2 separate regions of the Mus musculus genome follow, and region 1 is linked to region 2. Evidence: chromatin contacts called from public Hi-C data. All regions are on one chromosome and are shown on one strand. The core of a region is the stretch at or near the end of the contact, and the rest is flanking DNA. Distances in the headings are between cores, read along the strand shown.

The links. A called contact is a pair of places that touch in the nucleus more often than the background predicts.
Region 1: a contact with region 2 is called in a Hi-C map of muscle stem cells, with 4 times the contacts expected there. The contact joins two enhancer-like sites. A contact is called at or near these places in 3 of 484 Hi-C or Micro-C datasets (bone marrow-derived macrophages, cranial neural crest and muscle stem cells) and 2 of 9 other capture datasets (adipose tissue and liver).

What each region holds. Positions count from the first base shown.
Region 1 is chr11:105,527,116-105,532,252 of GRCm38.p6, forward strand. No RefSeq gene overlaps it. Among named protein-coding and RNA genes, the nearest start is that of Gm39419, 12 kb to the left of the region's middle. Within about 2 kb of position 3,731, at least 25 of the 459 cell types and tissues checked have an H3K27ac peak or open chromatin away from gene starts, as enhancers often do. A contact at or near this core is called in muscle stem cells, where this site is marked.
Region 2 is chr11:105,405,812-105,410,652 of GRCm38.p6, forward strand. It overlaps Marchf10 (membrane associated ring-CH-type finger 10), which reads right to left. Exons shown (of 12, transcript NM_172568.2): 5 at 2,832-3,003. Among named protein-coding and RNA genes, the nearest start is that of Gm39417, 42 kb to the right of the region's middle. Within about 2 kb of position 2,385, at least 23 of the 459 cell types and tissues checked have an H3K27ac peak or open chromatin away from gene starts, as enhancers often do. A contact at or near this core is called in muscle stem cells, where this site is marked.

The sequences.
Region 1 (5,137 bases), core at 2,481-4,980, 120 kb after region 2:
CCTCTTGGGAGGGTAGGCATGGGAGGAAAAAATAATGTCTGTGCATGTAGATGTGTCAATTAGGGGGCACAAGGTCCAAGATACACGGGGGCTGATAGAATGAGTAGTCAGAGATGGTGAATTAGAGAAACTGACCTGAATCAAAACTGATTTGAAGAATAGCCAAAGGTACAGTTAAACCATCTCAGAAACAGGCTCAGGATCCTAAGCCAGATATATTGCTGCATGCCTGCAATCCCAGCATTTGGGACGTGGAGATAGGAGGATCAAGAGTTCAAGGCCATCATTGGCCATACAGCAAGTTGGAGGCCAGCCTAGGCTACATAAGACCCTGCCTCAAAAAGAAAGAAAAAGCTGTGATTGTAAACCTGGCCCCACGTGTTCTTCTGGCGCTGTGCTGGAGAAATATGAAGCCATAGGATAAACAAAGCAGGTGTTGTTGTTATTGTTGTTGCTGTCTCCTGGAATGCCTAGTTGATTAAACATGTCATGATTTTTTTTTTCAGTTGTAAGTGAGCGAGCTTACATACACATACCACATACATACATATGTGCATACATGCTCAGCCTCTTTCAGGCAGGGGCCTGCTAAAGCAGGAAGCTTGGGAAGTTTCTGAGGCTTCTGATTAAAGGAGTCTCAGTGCTCTCAGGATCCTCTGCCCTGGTTGGCCTTGACACATGGAGGGTTTCTCCAAGCTACATTTCTGTTGCCTATTGACAATTCCAGATGCACAGAAGCAAATAATTTCGTTCTCTTTGTGCTCATGTATCCACACTTACTGCAAGGCCATACTTCCTAATAGTGCTACTCCCTGTGGGCCTATGGAGGCCATTTTCTTTCAAACCGCCACAGGTACCACGATTGGCCTTACCTGTTCCAGAAGCTCAACCTTGGGGATCAGAGATAGGAAGATATGATGAACGATGCCCCATAACAATGATGCAGTGGGTACCCTGTGCATTTGTTCAACAGTCTAGAAAACACAGATCTGTGATACTCAATACCAAGTCGTGTAAATCATTGTTTGTATCCAAGGAAATCCACTTTGGAGCACCAGTAGAGTTGGGGATACAGGGGCTGCCTCCCTCTACTGGAAATGGAGCTTTGATGAAAAGTTGGAAGAGGATCAATGTGCTTAAGTTTCCAGTTCTACAGCAACTGTGACTGGTGAGGGCTGGCTGCCTGGGTCCCACTGGATAGCTGTGTCGTTCAGAGTGGTCTCTGGACTGGGATGTTTTAATGCAGGGCTATGCTTTCACCTTCAGGAAGATCTTGCTTCAAGGACCAGAAGGCTGTGAATTGTCAGACTAGGCAGCTGCAACCGAACCAATCATGGGTGTTGCCACCTTTTCTCACCCCGTTGGGACTGAGGAACAAGCGGGAAAGCTGACACAAAGGTGCTGCATTCCTCACTGCACGGGCATGGTTCCACCACTCTGTGACCTGGCCTCTATGCTTAATCTGCTGACAGGCCTTTGTGTCCCCTAAAGCTGAGGTGATGCTTGAATGGAGTGTGACAGATGCCACAGCATACTCTCCCTTGATCCCCAAGGTTGAGCTTCTGGAACAGGTTAGGCCAATCGTGGTACCTGTGGCGGTTTGAAAGAAAATGGCCTCCATAGGCCCACAGGGAGTAGCACTATTAGGAAGTATGGGCTTGCAGTAAGTGTGGATACATGAGCACAAAGAGAACGAAGAGAACTACCTCTGCTGTGTAAATACTAGACTTTCCACGGCCAATACCTCCATCCCCTTGTCTGAAGGCACTCTCTGGCTATTGCTTGCTGGGACAGACCAGAAGGCCCCGAGTGTTATTCTCCTGAGTGACCAGTGATCAGCAGGAATGAGGAAGTAACTAACTCATCTATGTGCCTTCAAATGGGCCTCCCCTCCTGTGTATTCTGTCTCAGCTCTCAGACGTGCCTAATGGGGTTAGGTTTGAGTTTTCCACGGTAGAGGATAGCTAGGCAACACAGCCTTTATTGATTATTCTCCCATACCTTCACGCCATAAGCTATTTGCACTCAATACTTACTTCAGAGTTTTCTTCCTTGAGTTTAACAAAGATGGGTTCCCTCAGATAAAATCTCAGGATCTGTCTTTAAAACATGGAGGTGTTAGTAGTTGGGGTGTGAAAGGTTCCCCATGGGCTCTCTTATTTGAATATTCAGTCCCCAGTGGGTGGCACTGTCTTGGAAGCTGTGGGAACACTTGCACACGGGGCTTAGCTAGCAGACACAGGGTGTTCATGTGGCTAAGAGCTAGTTAGGGTTTGGCTGACCTAGCCTGGGCTCAGCAGTTAAGAGTGCTCACTTCGAGATGGTGGTTGTGGCATATACCTTTAATCCCAGCACTAGGAAGGCAGAGGCAGCTAGATCTCTGAGTTCGAGGCCAGCCTGGTCTACAGAGCAAGTCCCAGGGCAACCAAAGGTACACAGAGAAAGCCTGTCTCAAATAAAACAAAACAACTCCCCCTCCCCATTACCAGCAACAAAGAAAGTGCTCACTTCTTTTGCAGAAGACACAAGTTCAGTTCAATGCTGTGCATCTCTAACTCCAGCTTCAGGGGGATTCCATGAATAACTTACTCTGACCGCCAAGGGTACCTGTACTCACTGAACATAACCGCACACAGTCATACAAATGTGCACATAATTAGAAATAAAAATAAAGCTTTAAAATAGACCCATAAATCAAATATCTGAACTCTTAGTTCTGAACTAATGAATATGAAGAGAAAAATGTATGCTTATAGCTGAAGCAAGAAGAGAATCATCAGAACTCAGGAACACTGCCTGGCAACAACACACACACACACACACACACACACAGAACGGTTTCACTTGAAGATCCCTACTGCCGACACATGCCTTGTGAGCCTCGCTATTGATGTTAGGTGGTTGTTTATTCCAGTGCTGGGGCCTGACTGGAGAACCTAACATGAGAGACACACACACTACCACTGAACTACAATCCCATCCTTGAGCCTGACTTCTTGAACTTGACTCAGACATCCATGCTGAAATGGCCCTGTGCTGGAAACCCCTGGCATCAATAGTCCTGCCTGTTCTTTTGTGTCCTCTGTCCATCTGAGAAGAGACGGGAGGAAAAAGAGGTATGACTCATTGTTTTCACATACGTTGCTTTTGCTGCAGTTTTGCAGGGGTTTTTGGAGAAGGTTTACTGTTTCTATGCTGCGTACTGACGTTCTTTTTATAGTCCAGGTTTATGTATTTACAGGCCCAGCAGCAAACTTCATACTACTATTTTCTGCATTCAGGTTGTTTTGAATCCTTTGAAACTGACCACACACACACACACACACACACACACACACACACACACACACAAATGGGGATCTAGATTCAATTCAATTTAGCCAGTGCTATTAAAAACAGCCATACTGTTTGACCCATCCCTATAAGAGATATTTCACAATAGTTGTGTTTCCCTTGCTCCATCTTTGGGGGATTGCCTTTGGGCCATTTGTGAAGCAGTATGTTTCTAGGGGTTCTCTTGGGAATGGCTCTGGGTTCTGTAGAGTCAGAGCTCCATTATCTGTAGGAGCACAGGAAGGAATTTTACAGTAATTTTGCTACAGTGAAACATTTGCCTGGAGGCCAAAATCGAAAATAGCAGCTGGAAGGACATTTGGAAAGGGCGGAGGGGGTTCGAGAGAGGTGGAGAGGGAGAACAGCTCCCATTTGGATGAAAACACTCACTACACGGCAGAATGAGACAGGGTTGGCATGCGCTACCCTTGAAACTATCCCAAATTCAATTCTCCTTGGACTCAGCTCTCGTAGTCAGTGATTTCAATGCTGTGAGTGGCGGCCAGGGTCAGCACCCGCTCTCAGTAACAAACAGTGAGCACCACGGCTCTTGGATGCTCATCAGCTTCATGGCCCCTGCTCAGTCACAACTCCCCTCCAGATGCAGCTCGGCTTCTCTGAGTCACCAGGCCCTGAATGACTAATCTCAAGCCTCTGAAGACTGAAGAAAGGTTGTTTCACCTTTAGCAGTAACTTGTTATAATAAAGGATACAAATACTAGAAGGTTTAGGCAAGAGCATAAGAGAAACAAATAAAAGAATATCACCAAAGGAATAGCTACAGAATGGAGATCTGAGGTTCTGTGGCTGGGCATGGTGCTGTGCCCCTTTGATTCCAGCACTCAGGAGGCAGAGGCAGGTGGATCTCCAAGTTCGAGGTCAGTCTGGTCCACAGAATAAGTTCCAGGACAGCCAGAGCTACACAGAGAAATCCTGTCTTGAAAAACTAAAACAAAACAAAACAAAAACCCAAAAAACCTGAAGGACTGTCATAGCCATCATCCAAAAACGGCCCCAGTGGGGAGGGATTAGCAGCTAATTCCTTGTAAAAGTCTCCCTTGTGAGTCTGTTGTCCTGTGAGTTACTCAAGATGAATAGAACGTAGTTAAAATGTCACTGGCTTCTGAGGACAGGTCATAAGGAACTTATGGTCTCTGAGACTCTGAGATACAGCCTCTGGCTCTGGGGACACTACAGCTAAAAGCCAGCTACCAAACTGTGAATGAATCAAGGACCCTGGAGAGGCCATGTGTAGGAGCTACAGTTGACAGCCCAAGTGCGTGCGCTATTGGTAGCCAGCATCAGCTGCCCCTTCAGTGAGGCTAGCCTCAGCTGCCATGACTATAACCATGAGATAGCCCAAGAAAACTGCCTGGACTAAGAACATTCAGAATCAGAGGAGATGAAAAGAAATTAATTTAACCCACTGAGTAACAGAAATAGAGATCATATATCCATGTAATACAGACACATAATACATACATATAAATGGATGCAGCCCACATGGAGTAGCTGAATGGAAGAGGTGTTTTGTGGCAATAAGAGAGGGACAGGGCCTGCCTCCCTGGAGTGACCGTCCCACTGAGTAGGTGATTTTAAATGGCTATCTGAAATGTGAGGCTAAGCTGCTATGTTAGGGATGGGGGTGTGCAGAGGACTTCCTAGAAAAAGGGAGCAATAGAGGCACTAACGTGAGAAGGAGCTTGGGATGCTGTCTGGACTGAGAGCCGCTGTGGTTGAAATGAAGGGATCTAGGGGAGGGGACATGGTAAGAACCAGAGCAGAGTGGCCATGCATGACCTCC
Region 2 (4,841 bases), core at 1,135-3,634:
GTCTCCTAAGCACTGTCCCATGAGCAGCTTATATGTCCCACTATCCCGAGAGGGAGGGCCGAAGCGGAGCACTCGGGTGCAGCTGTGTGGGACACACGACTTCCTTTGGACAGCCTGCAGGGAACAGTGAGAACATGGGGTCTTTTCTGTGAGACATCTATTTGGAGAAGGCACAGCCTGGGCTTAGGCTATCAGCCGCCATGTCTGGGTTGCTAATACAGCTCATGAACTTCTAGGATGGAGATACAGGTTGGTATCATGCCGAGGTATGGAAAAGCAAGCCAAATTCTCCAGCTACATTTTACATTTGGGAAAGCCTGGCATAATACAGCACAAAAGGAGGGTTAACCTGGAAGGCAAACGTCACAAAAGGGGTTTCTCTGTGTCCTGGGCCTTTATCTTGCTTAAATCTGATGTGGAAATTAGCTTTGATGACGTCATGCCAACTTTGGCTCACCCCTAAATTCTCTAGAAGTGTGAAGCAGGAAACTGGATTCAGCTGGTGAACTAGATCAGCATCCAGATAATCCAGGAACCAAATCCTCTTTTCTGTCATAGCAGGTATTTATCTGAATTAATCCATGCACTGTCGCTAGCCCCCAGTTCCCAATTTTTCCTCAACAGACTCAGGTTAAAACTTTAAGCTTTCACTTTGTGATGCTAATTAGAAATCGGAAGAGCCACTGGAAAGAGAGGCCCATTGGACTTGCAAACTTTATATGCCCCAGTACAGGGGAATACCAGGGCCAAAAAGGGGGAGTGGGTGGGCAGGGGAGTGGGGGTGGGTGGATATGGGGGACTTTTGGTATAGCATTGGAAATGTAAATGAGTTAAATACCTAATAAAAAATGGAAAAAAAAAAAAAAGAAATGGAAATTAGAAAAAAAAAATATTTGGATGCCAGCAAAAAAAAAAAAAAAAAAAAAAAAAAAAAAAAAAAAGAAATCGGAAGAGCCAACACTCATTAAACCAGTGGTTCCACCCACCAGTGACCTGTTCTTGCCTAACTTTCCCTCTTTCCTCGTCCTCTTCTTGTTGAGACAAGGTCTTACTATGTGACCCAGGCTGGCCTTGAGTTTGCGATCCAACTTGGGACCCAGTCTTAGCCTCTTTCTCTCTTGTCCTTTTAATCTGAGGCCCTGTGCATGGTAGTTAACACTCTGGGCTATGGGTGGGATTGGCAGGCAGGGGTTTGATTGGGGTGGGGGAAGGGGCTACATCTCAGATTGCTGTACCCTCTCACTCAGTCTCCATGGCATTGATATTAACCTCCAAATCCCTGTGCTGGCTGGGCAGCCAGCCCCCCCCCCCCCAGCCTGCTTATAGCTCTATAGGTCTTGAGTTCTGCCTAGAACATAACAGAAAGATAAAGATGGTAGCTTGAAAACACATTTGCTATGTCAGATCTGCTGTTTGGTGAAAAAAGATCTCCTTTCATCAACTTGGATTTCTTGCCTAAACCCTGGCGGGTTTTAGCCTGATCATTCTTCAAAGTTTGATGTTTTATAGAATGGAATGTGAATTAACTCCCTGTCTGTCAGTATTGTGAGTTCCACACAGAGCTTGCTCAGTCTGAAAAACATCTGTATTATTAATCAGACAACCCAAATCACAGAGTGGACCTCAAAGGTTCATTTTAATGACTTTTATCCACAGATGACAAAACAGACAGCTACCAGGGTTTTAGTGAGAAGGCTAACTATATGGAGTTGCATGATTTGAACTCACCCTCAGAGTATAGCGGTTAAAACCCAACCTCAAGTCAATATAGTATTTGCAGAGTGAACTCACCTGCGCTCTACTCTAGCCTTAAGATAGTTGAATTAAAACCCTAATTTCTATTAAGTCTTTCAAACGAGAAATTGACTTGAAGCATCCCCATATCTCCCCACCCCCATCCCCCACCCACAACGAAATAAGGAGCAGCAGTTGGTGCTTTGCCAAGACAAGAGGACAGCACTTTAGAAGTCAATTTGGTCTTGACTTCATTAACGAATGTGGGTGGTTAAGCTGAGTGAAAGGTGCCATTTTCTACAAATGCATTCGGACTTAACCAGACCAGTGGTTGCATGACAGCGCTATTTAGGATTAGGAAGAAGCTGTGATTGGGATTCTAATGACTTGCGTGCTATTTGCTATTTACAAATTGAATTCTTTAGCAGTTAAGTTTGGCTCCTTTCCCAGGAGGCAGACCTTTCTGCCTAGTTACCCCAATTGGCATGTGGTTCCCAGAGGACACAGTTTTGTCCCACAGATGTTGCCTTTGATGGGAGGAGCCTGAGGCATTCTAAACTTTCCCTCCATTTGAGCTTCTTGTTAGATAGTATGAGTCTCTCCTGCCCCAAACAGAGGACTGGCCTTTGCTTCAAAGGCAGCATAAGAGTGAATTATTTACCAAATCACACAAAAGGGAGGATTTAGCAAGTTCCCTTTCTCCCTGAGAGGACAACCCCGGGACTGGAGGACTTTATTACTCTTGCTCTCAGCTGTAAATAATGTCATTCAGATGCTTTTGAAAGCTCTTCTTGCCTTAGTAATAAAACTTGATACCTGGGGCCAAATGCCTTTATCGCCTCCACCCGTCCCCACCACAGAAGAACTGTGGCAGAAGAACAAGAGGCAGCATTTGTAAGGAAGAGCACAGGATGTGGAGAGTTGGGCCTGAAGATATGGGAGCATATTCTACTGAGAAATTAATTTTGTACAGGCTCATTGGCCTCCCAAGACCTAACTGGGTACTTGGCAAGCCCTAGATTAGTTAACCCCACCTGTTTGCTGTGATTGTTAAGACTGGGATGTTGGCGATGGATCTCAGAAAGGAAGCCACTCACCTGGAGAGGGTTTGCTGGGGCTCACTTTCTCTGACTTCTTTAGTGTCATGGTGCCTTTGTGTTTCTGCTTGACAGATGCTTGGTCAATGGCTGGAAGTCTGGGCTCACACTTAGCCGAAGATGTTTTGGTAGATAATCTTGCTTCACTGCGAGAATCCTCCTCACAGGAACTCTGTGGAAAATGGAAGAGGCGTGAGTGCCAGTGGCTGGGCCCAGAAGCAGGACATGTGGGTATTGCTGGGCCCTTCAGTGTCCCCTCCCTCTGAGGGATCTTGTGTTTGTCACTGAGCTGGCTCTGTGGTCAGGGAGATTTTGATGGGTCAGGACTATCAGCTTCGACTTAACAGCGAAGCTGATGACTTTTGTCATGCTTGAGGAGCCTGCATTCCTGAGTCTGTTGCTGGAGCATAAGCATATTATGAATACGCTTCTGACCATTACGTAATTTGATGACCAATAAACAGCTCATGCTCAAGGCTATGTATGAAAGGAGGTGCTTTTAAATCAGTGCTTTTAAACTGTTTGCTGTTTGATATTTGAACCGTCTTGAAGAAGGCGAGGGTCCCTTATGCTGACTTGTGTGCTTGACAATGAAAAAGAAATTTAGATTGTGTAGCAAGAATGACTAAGTCAGACCTCAGTTTCAGTCATCCAAATTATTGCACAAGACAGATGGATCTCCTAAGACGTCCCCTCCAGTCAGTCTTCTACACAGAAGTCAGCCCTAAATCCACACAAGGACACGTCACAATGTCTATAGCGTCAGAGCACCTCAACCCAGGCGTACAGATGAAATAACAATTATCCAAGCATTCAGCAGTTTTACGATTCGCCATACTTATCCCCATCAAAGAAATGATACCAACGATGTAAATGACAGTCAGGACCCTGGCTCCAAGGGTGATTTGAGTACAGCTTTGTGGCTTCAGGCACGTTCTGCGAGACCATGCCCTCTGTCACAAGCAAAACCTAAGGGGTTTTCCCACCTTTGGCTCTGGGGAGGTTCTCTGTGTGGTGCATTAGTCCAGCACTAGAAAATTCTCTGAAAATGTGGCGCTTCTCAGGCATGCAATGCCAAGCTAACATCTCCGGCGCCTCCCCAGCGGTGGTGGTTCGTATTGATCTTGTCATTATTGCTGACACTTGTGGTGTTTTTTTCATTTCAGTGGCTCCTGACTCAGGGAAACACACTGAATAGCTTTGAATTACTGCGTGCAACATAAGAGACACGGGACTCTATAAAAACTTTCCACGTGTCAGTCTTCTGGGACGAAGTCTGTATGTCCACAGGTGGACAGATCGTTGTTTTCCATGAGGACAAATCTTATTTTAAAACCTAGGTTTTAGATGTGGCTTTCAAACAAATAGTTATTGTTGCTCCATCCATTATTGGAAGACAGGCCACCCTCAGATAAAGGGACAGAGAGAGGAGACAGCATAATGAATCAACTGTTCTCACTCCTCTTTCACTTCTGTGACTTAATAGAAATCTTTGAAAATGATTCCGAAATGTCAAAGATGAATCATGAGGTCATTTCTGAACGCGAGATGAGTTCTCTATTCTCAGCAAAGTGGGTGTTTGGCAAATTTTAATTCTGAGGCTGGAGACTGTCATTATGACTGGGTGATGGGAGCCAGAGCAATGGGTTTGGATCCCCAGAAGAGCAGCAGGGAGCCTGGGACAGAAGTTCTTCCCCATACTGTCTGTAGGCTGAGCAGCTCTCTCTCCCTAGGCCTTCCTGGTACTTTAGCCTGCAATTTCTAGCCTGCAGCAAAGCAATCGCAGCTCCAACTAAGACACCTATATTGCAGCCAGCCTTAGAGGATCCACCCATCTCTCCCCAGCAACCCTCCAGCTGGGCAGGAACTCCTTGCTGGCCCCAGGCAGTCGGGACCTGGGAGAGTATGGCAAAGGGCTCTTTACTGGATGGCTGTTAAGCCTGCCCATCCTTCCTCCACCCACTCATTAGACTTCCATTCTTTAGAGTCCTGGAGAGGTGAGACAAAGTT